Regions from separate parts of the Triticum aestivum genome. Here region 1 is linked to region 2. Evidence: chromatin contacts called from public Hi-C data. All regions are on one chromosome and are shown on one strand. The core of a region is the stretch at or near the end of the contact, and the rest is flanking DNA. Distances in the headings are between cores, read along the strand shown. Region 1 has its middle 9.3 kb from the start of LOC123070505. Region 2 has its middle 20 kb from the start of LOC123065568.

Region 1 (3,927 bases), core at 216-2,715, 600 kb before region 2:
GGTACAACGAGAGTCACGGAAAGACACGGCATATGCATGGCGCCATGTGAGATAAGGACGGGTACGTGGTGCCAGATTTTTATTACGGAGTACTTTTTGTTTAAGTATACTCCGCACTAGTAGTACTAGTAGAGTAACTAGTAGTACTCCTACTATACAATATAAGAGTAGAGTAAACTTTTTTCGCATGGTAGTAGTACTATATACAGTAATAACGTTGAATATATAGGAGCCCGCACCAAATTACGCTATCCCCTCAAACTAATGCCATTGGACACTTTTCTGGCTTCTATACTGTAGAATGATATTTACTTCTACTGTTTTTTTAGTGTGCTGACGTATAAATGTATTGCTTAGTCTATTTCTATTTTATTAGATCGTTTTTTTAATTACATTGACTATGAGCGTGTAGAAGGAAAACTCGCGCTTCCATGGATGGACAGACAAAGGCCAACGCCCAACAGAAGGCAGCTTATCTCCTGATGATGTTGTCGGTTGCTTCACTGCCCGTCGGCACTCCCGCCAAGAGAAAGAGAAAGAATCCGTCAGCGCACAAGAAAATCGAGGTGCTCCATCAGCGGCGCCTAATTATCCCTTTCACTTCCGTCCAAATCATGCAGCTGCTCCACACCTCACACCTCCCAGCAGTTTCCGGACGAGGATCCCCTGCCGTGGCCAAGCCTACCTTTGAGTCACTGACACACGGGTCCCACAAAGCATGGGGCCCACCTGTCAGTGACTCAAAGGCAGGGTATGACAGGGATTGCAAAGTCAGAGGATCCACGTCCGCAGTTTCCGCCCCCCCCTCTCTCTCTCTCTCTCTTACAGACGTAAAATGACGTGTAAACACGTGCATAGGTGCTAAATGCAAATGTTTATCATGCGAGCTACTACCTGAGATAATGAGCTCAGCAGAGGACGCACCGATTATTTCCTTCTTACTATTACGAGAAAAAATGCCAGTGTGTGCTACTCGGGTAAATTTTAACAAGGGAGAGATGGAGCGAGCTACTTAGAAGTTAATGAAACCGCTAGCCACCTGCACAATTAGTTTACCACATAGGCCAGATAGATAGATAGGCTTTCACCCAGCCGAGACAAACAAGTGGCTTTGGAGGGGACAGCTAAGTTATCTTGTTTTCTCATCGGCCTGGCCCTTATCTGGAACACAACACAATTGGCAAAAAACTAACAGCCAAATCGCAGATAGAATCTCGCCTCCCATCCTAAAAGACAAGAGGCCCATGCGCGCGTCTCTGCATTATTCGAGTAGTGCATAGAAAAATACTTAAGATATAGAGAGATAAGCCCTAGAGACAGAGAGAGAAAGAAACAAGAGCAGGAGGCGGAAATGAATTGGAAGAAAGCAGCGGGCAATGTCAGCGGTGAGCACGAGACAGGCACAGCAGCTGCAAATTGTTTCAGGGGGGAATGCACTTGGCTGGCCTGGTCCACACTTCATGTGAAGGCCACGCCCCCTCCCTCATCCACCTGCCCACCTGCCTTCTTTTGAGCCCCATACTGGAGGCTGGCCCGGCCCCTCCGTCGCCAGCCTACATGCAAGTTGGCGGCCGCCATCCTTGACACTGTCCAAAAGAAATTTAAAAAATAATCCGGGACACTGTTTAGAAATAGTTTCCGTTGGTTCAGCATCGGGAGAGAATCGCATCAGCTGCAACCTGCAATGCCTCTGATGGGTCAGGAGGTCATCTTCAACGCGGACCCTCAAGCCTCCCATCCGTCCGGATCATAAGGGTTTGACGTGTTTTATCATTCAACAAAGTCTCACATCAGTCCGCGCACCGGTCTGAATATTTTTCTCTCGTACTTGATCCGGCATTAAAGCGCCGTCCGAGAGCATCGCCCACGCAGCGTACCGGGGCATGCACCGGCCTGGGATGTGTTCCCCTTTAAGAGCTTGTAAATTTCTCCTGTCAACGTGGGCTAGCCGTCGGTGTCATAGCCACCCCACATTGGCTTTGGCCATTAGACATATTGTAAGATGAGTTTCCTCTTTTGAGAAATCAACCATGTAAAGGTTGTCTTCAACATGCCAAGCAAACACAAATTTGAGATTGCTCCTCTTAAAGACGATCACATGGAATTGACCGAAATGCGGATCATAACCGGCAAAAGACTATCTCTTGTTGGGGCGTAGGAGTTGGACCGATTTTCTTCTTTTTGTTCTCTTCTTGTTCATTTTCTTCCAAGAAGAGGGGTCAAACACAATTCTCATTTTAGCCTTGAATGAAAGATACAAGACCATTCTCAAATTGGGCTTTCAACGGCCTATTTTCCTCTAGCATAGAGGTCAGTCAAGGATGGATTTAGCGACACACGAATCATCATGCAACTTAATAGGAGGGACATAAGTAAGAGCCTTAATGGTAGTAGCTTTCTTGATGTGATGGACCAGACCCATCTCTTAGCTTAGCATATTGATCGTTCAGTTTATTGCTATTGCTTTCTTGATGAGAAATACATATTCCTTCGACTATGAGATTATGCAACTCCCGGATATCGGAGGAATACCTTGTGTGCTATCAAACATCACAACGTAACTGTGTGATCATAAAGATGCTCTACAGGTATCTCCGAAGGTGTTTGTTGAGTTGCCATAGATCGAGATTAGGATTTGTCACTCCGAGTATCGGAGAGGTATCTCTGGGCCCTCTCGGTAATACACATCATAAGAAGCCTTGCAAGCAAAATGACTAAGGAGTTAGTTGCAAGATGATGTATTACGGAACGAGTAAAGAGACTTGCCGATAACAAGATTGAACTAGGTATGAAGATACCGACAATCGAATCTCGGGCAAGTAACATACGGATGGACAAAGGGAATTACGTATGTTGTCATAACGGTTCGACCGATAAAGATCTTCGTAGAATATGTAGGAACCAATATGGGCATCCAGGTTCCGTTATTGGTTATTGACCGAAGAGGTGTCTCGGTCATGTCTACATAGTTCTCAAACCCATAGGGTCCGCACGCTTAACGTTCGTTGACGATATAGTGTTACATGAGTTATATGATTTGGTGACTGAATGTTGTTCAGAGTCTCGGATGAGATCACGTACATGACGAGGAGTCTCAAAATGGTCGAGAGGTAAAGATTGATATATAGGATGATGGTATTCAGACACCGGAATAGTTTCGGAGCACAGCGGGTAGTCATCGGGTCACTTGAAGGGGTTCCGAATAGCCCCGGTAGGTGTATGGGCCTAATGGGCCAAGGGGGGAGGGGGATAGACCATCCCACAAGGGGACTGGTGCGCCCCTTCCTTGGCTGGCCGGCCCTAGGGGAAGGAAAGGGGAGGGGTGGCCCCTCCTGCCTTTCCCTCCTCATGTGAGAAAGGAAAAGGGGGGGGGGGCGCCGCCCTCCCCTGCCTTCCTCACGCACCTATACATGGCAGGGGGCGCGGCTTGGGGCAGGACCCCAATGGGATTCGGCCCCACTTGGGGCGCCTCCAGGCTGCCTCCTCCCTCCCCCCACCTATATATATGTGGGAGGAGGGCGCCTAGCACAACCACGACAATTGTTTAGCCGTGTGCGGCGCCCCCCTCCACCGTTTACACCCTCGATCATATTTTCTTAGTGCTTAGGCGAAGCCCTGCGGTGATAGCTTCACGATCACCATCACCACGCTGTCATGCTGCCGGAACTCATCCACTACCTCGCCGTCTTGCTGGATCAAGAAGGCGGAGGATTTCACCTAGCTGAACGTGTGCTGAACACGGAGGTGTCGTACGTTCGATACTCGATCAGTTGGATCGCAAAGAAAGTTTGACTACATCAACTGCGTCATCAAACGCTTCCTCTTACGGTCTATGAGGGTACATAGACACACTCTCCCTCTCTCATTGCTATGCATCTCCATGGATAGATCTTGCTTAGGCGTAGAAAAAAATTGTTTTCCATGCAA
Region 2 (4,363 bases), core at 1,304-3,803:
TTTCAACGTATTTCATCATGAAATTTTACACACGTGTGGATTACATCCTTACATACACGCATATTTTTTTCAGAATTTTTTGAAACATAAAGTTTGAATTTGAATTTTTCAAAACAAAGGCCTTCATGGAGCTCGGCCTCCGAAACGCCATTCTCTGCTCTTATGTTGCTTTATATACTGCTAGTGCTATAGTCGGTTTAGTTTATAACAGACGCCGCTGTTTGTTTGCAAATCTCTGCAAGCTGCAATGCATATGCAGGAGGAGGGCTGTTGTGGCAAAGTCAACCCTGCGCTTCTGCGAATGTTTATTGAGACAGAGAGACCGGCTGACCGTGGCTCGGATCTCGGCGTGTGTGAGGTCGTTTTCCTTGGTAGCAAAGCAGCATGGGTATTTCGCACGAAAGCCCTTGTCGTTTCCGAATTCTGAAACGGAATGCTTTTGTTTCCTGCGGATGTGAGGATGAGTCATGAGTGAGACCAACACACTGCCTCCTATGATTCTATTTTTATTTTTGCGAGAAGCTGCCTCCTATGATTTGCTAGGAAGACGAAGTAAAGAAATCGAGCATACGTTTGCTAAACCTACAGACTGCATGCCGTAGGATCCAAGTGTTCATCGCTTGTTAAGTAATCAGACTGTAAACGAATTTTAGTGTAAAATCTAGTGCTAGTGTGCTCGTCGTCTATAAGGCTAGAACCTTGCTAGCTAGATTCTGTGTGATGACAGCTTCACAAATGCTGTTTCAGGCAGGACAAAAATGTCTGCTAGTCAAAGTCAATAAGTCCGCCATATTATCTCTTGAGTATTCGCCTAGATTCTGTGCTCAGCTCCACGAATATTAGGGTCTGTTCTGTTTGAAGCTATAGGTCGCACAGACTTGTCTGCCTACCAAAGCGTGGAAAAGAGTTGGAAAATTAAAGTTGCACCAATCATACTCCATTGCAGACAACTGTACTTTTTGACTTGTTTCAAAAAAAAAACTTTTAGAGCGACATTATAAGGGATTTCTCGTGTAAATGTAAAGTAACCATTTGAAGGGGTTCGAAAGCGGGCTGGAAAAAAGCTGGATCAAGGAAGGCACTGGTGGGATCAACACTATGCCTCGTGAATCTCTACACCAGAACTGGAATTGGAGAGGTGCTTAAACTCGTACTGTCGGTTTCTCATTACTCTGCAGGAGAGTATGCGAGAGTATGTATCTTCAGCCCAACTGTTCACTGCATAATTTTTGGGAAGGCAAAACGGAAAATGCGATTAGTTGATAGATTGGGGTTAAATTAAACCACAAGAGTCGAGATCGCCGCCTAATATACATCTATACTCCTTGCATCAAGGTGGGAGTTGTGAAATCGACAAATCTGAGCCCGATTTTTCCTTCAACCCTTGCCGAATGAGGAAGCAATGCAGAGAGATATTTAATCGCCAAGTAGTGCTGCCCAAGTTGTTAATCCGCTGCGTGCCTCTTGGTGTTCACGCAAAGGTGTGTGACAAAACAGCAGGCCACATGTGCTCGGGCACACACTAGCTACTGCTACTCCACTTGGAAAACAAAAACGGAGCTAGACGGATAAACTTCAAAGCCACATGCATGGGCCTGCGACGCCATTGGCAGCTTTGGACACTAGTCAAACTTCACAGCCACAGGCCATCGATCGGTCGACAGCAGATGCGTGCGTGTGTACACTATGACCAGTATCCTACTACTACCAGAACGAAATTATTTAATTTTTAATTAAAAGGAACCAGCTTGCAGCGCATCAAAAGCACACTTGGTCAAGTGGTTAGGCTCCATCACGTACCGTGGGCGGATAGTTTAATCCACTGGTGCGTGTGACTACATGCATGGCTGCACTCTCGCCTCGTTGGGTTTGAAAGCTAGTAACTCCATGAGCGCTCTCTTTGACCCGAGAGCTACGGCCGGACATTTTGAAATTAATGAGGCGTGCTACGCATCCATCCGCGAATCTTTTTAAAAGATCGGCCGGGTTATGAGCCGTCAGATCTAGTGCAATGTTGCGGCCGCTTCCTTCACTTTTGCAACAGAAGTCGTGTTGCGAGAACCACTTAGAAGATGTCTTATTGCAGAATTTTGTTTTTCATCTTCATCTTTTTATAATATAGATGATGTTGCTGAAGGACTTTTACAACATGGGTGATGTTGCAGAATTTTTTTGCACTAAGAGAAGATGTTGCAGATTTTTTTTTATTTTTTTGCAATGAGAGATGATGTTGCTAAGGATTTTTGCAACATGAATGATGTTACAATTTTTTTGCAACGAGAGATGATGTCGCAGCAACACCACTTTCATTGTTGTTGCCATTTGCAACACCGTCATTTCAATGGCAACAGGGAGGCACTCGGTGATGGCCGGAGGCGACATGGAGGAGGTCGGTGCTGGATGGAGAAGAAGCGCAGTGGAGGAAGTGGCCGCCGGCCGGCGAGTGGCGGCGACGCCGCCCTCTCTGCACGAGCTCAGGCAAAGTGGGAACCATGGCCGTGACCTGCAAAGGGGCAGAGGGGGCTGCGAGGTTAAGCGGGAGAAGGAGGAAAAGGAGGAGGAAGAGAAAAAGAAGAGGAGGCGAGGCACGGGATCTCACCGGTGAGGCAGGAGCGTGAAACGGCGGTGCGAAGGACGGGATGGTGCTTGGGGTCTGGGCTACGAAAACGAATATGTGGCTGCTCAGGAACTGCAACTGACCTCTTGTTGTGGTCAAAGGTTTGCAACAAGGAGCGAGTTGCAAAAACTCTATGCATTGTCACATGGCGCACGCGACGCGAGGATAATGATGACTACGCTAGAGCGGTTTGTGGGCCCACCGGCACGTGGCACACACACAAGACGATCGATGTGATCGAAATATCCGTCGGCTGAGTCCAATCGTTTCCTTTTACAAATAGAGAAAGGTAACATACTACTCAGGGACGACCAATCATATTTGCCGCCCGTAAGTGGCAAATATTGGTGGCATCACTGAGAGAGCGTTCCTCCCTACGCCTCAGTTGGACTGACTTATGTTTGGTTGGTTGTTGCTTCTATTTCATTTTTTTCTGTTTCCCTTTTCCTTTATTTTTTCTCTACTTTTTTTGTCCTATATAAAAAATTCACCATGTATTACGAAAAGGCTTGTTGTATATTAACAAAATATTCAGCATAAATTAAAAACGTCACTAGCATTATAAAATTGTTCATCGTATACTAAGAAATTGTTCAATATTTTTTAAAGTTCAATGTGTATTTTGAAAATGGCTTGTATACTTAGAAATTGTTCAACATATTTTAGACAAAAGTTTGATCTGTATTTTTATAACGTTCAGCTAATACTACGAAATTGTTCAGCATTTTTTACATAAAATTCACCGCATATTACGAAAATGCTCATTGTATATTAACAAAATACTCATCATACATTAAAAAATGTTCACCAGCATTATAAAAATGTTCATCGTATAGTACTAAGAAATTGTTCAATATTTTTTAAAGTTCAATGTGTATTTTGAAAATGATGATTGTATACTAAGAAATTGTTCAACATATTTTAGACAAAAGTTCGATCTGCATTTTTATAACAACACTATGAAATTTTCCAGCATATTTTACTAAAAAATCAATGTGTACTTTGAAAATGCTCGCCGTATATTAACAAAATATTCAGCATACATTAAAAAATCTTTATCGGCATTATAAAAATGTCACTCGTATACTAAGAAATTATTCAATATTTTTGAAAGTTCAATGTGTACTTTGAAAATGGTCACTGTATACTAAGAAATTGTTCAACATATTTTAGACAAAAGTTGGATCTGTATTTTTATAACGTTCAGCTGATACTATGAAATTGTTCAGCGTATTTTACAAAAAATTCACCATGTATTACAAAAATGCTCATTGTATATTAACAAAAAATTCAGCATACATTAAAAACGTTCACCAGCATTATAAAAATGTTCAGTGTATACTAAGAAATTGTTCAATATTTTTTAATGTTCAATGTGTATTTCGAAAATGGTCATTGTATACTAAGAAATTGTTCAACATATTTTAGACAAAAGTTCGATCTGTATTTTTATAATGTTCAGCTTATACTATGATATTGTTCAGCGTATTTAAAAATTACCATGTACTACGAAAATGCTCGCTGTACATTAACAAAATATTCGGCATACATTAAAAATCATTCACCAGCATTATAAATTTTTTCATCGTATACTAAGAAATTGTTTAATATTTTTTAAAGTTCAATGTGTATTTTCAAAATGGTGATTGTATACTAAGAAATTGTTCAATATATTTTAGACAAAAGTTTGATCTGTATTTTTATAACGTTCAGCTTATACTATGAAATTGTTCAACGTATTTTATA

The links. Hi-C and Micro-C count contacts between places; a contact is called where the count stands out from the background.
Region 1: a contact with region 2 is called in a Hi-C map of leaf, with 9 times the contacts expected there. The contact joins two enhancer-like sites. A contact is called at or near these places in 3 of 5 Hi-C or Micro-C datasets (leaf and an unstated tissue) and 1 of 1 datasets of contacts at active chromatin or transcription factors (leaf).

Annotation. Positions count from the first base shown.
Region 1 is chr3B:485,192,494-485,196,420 of IWGSC CS RefSeq v2.1, reverse strand. No RefSeq gene overlaps it. Among protein-coding and RNA genes, the nearest start is that of LOC123070505, 9.3 kb to the left of the region's middle. Within about 2 kb of position 1,465, at least 5 of the 8 cell types and tissues checked have an H3K27ac peak or open chromatin away from gene starts, as enhancers often do.
Region 2 is chr3B:484,594,346-484,598,708 of IWGSC CS RefSeq v2.1, reverse strand. No RefSeq gene overlaps it. Among protein-coding and RNA genes, the nearest start is that of LOC123065568, 20 kb to the right of the region's middle. Within about 2 kb of position 2,553, at least 1 of the 8 cell types and tissues checked has an H3K27ac peak or open chromatin away from gene starts, as enhancers often do.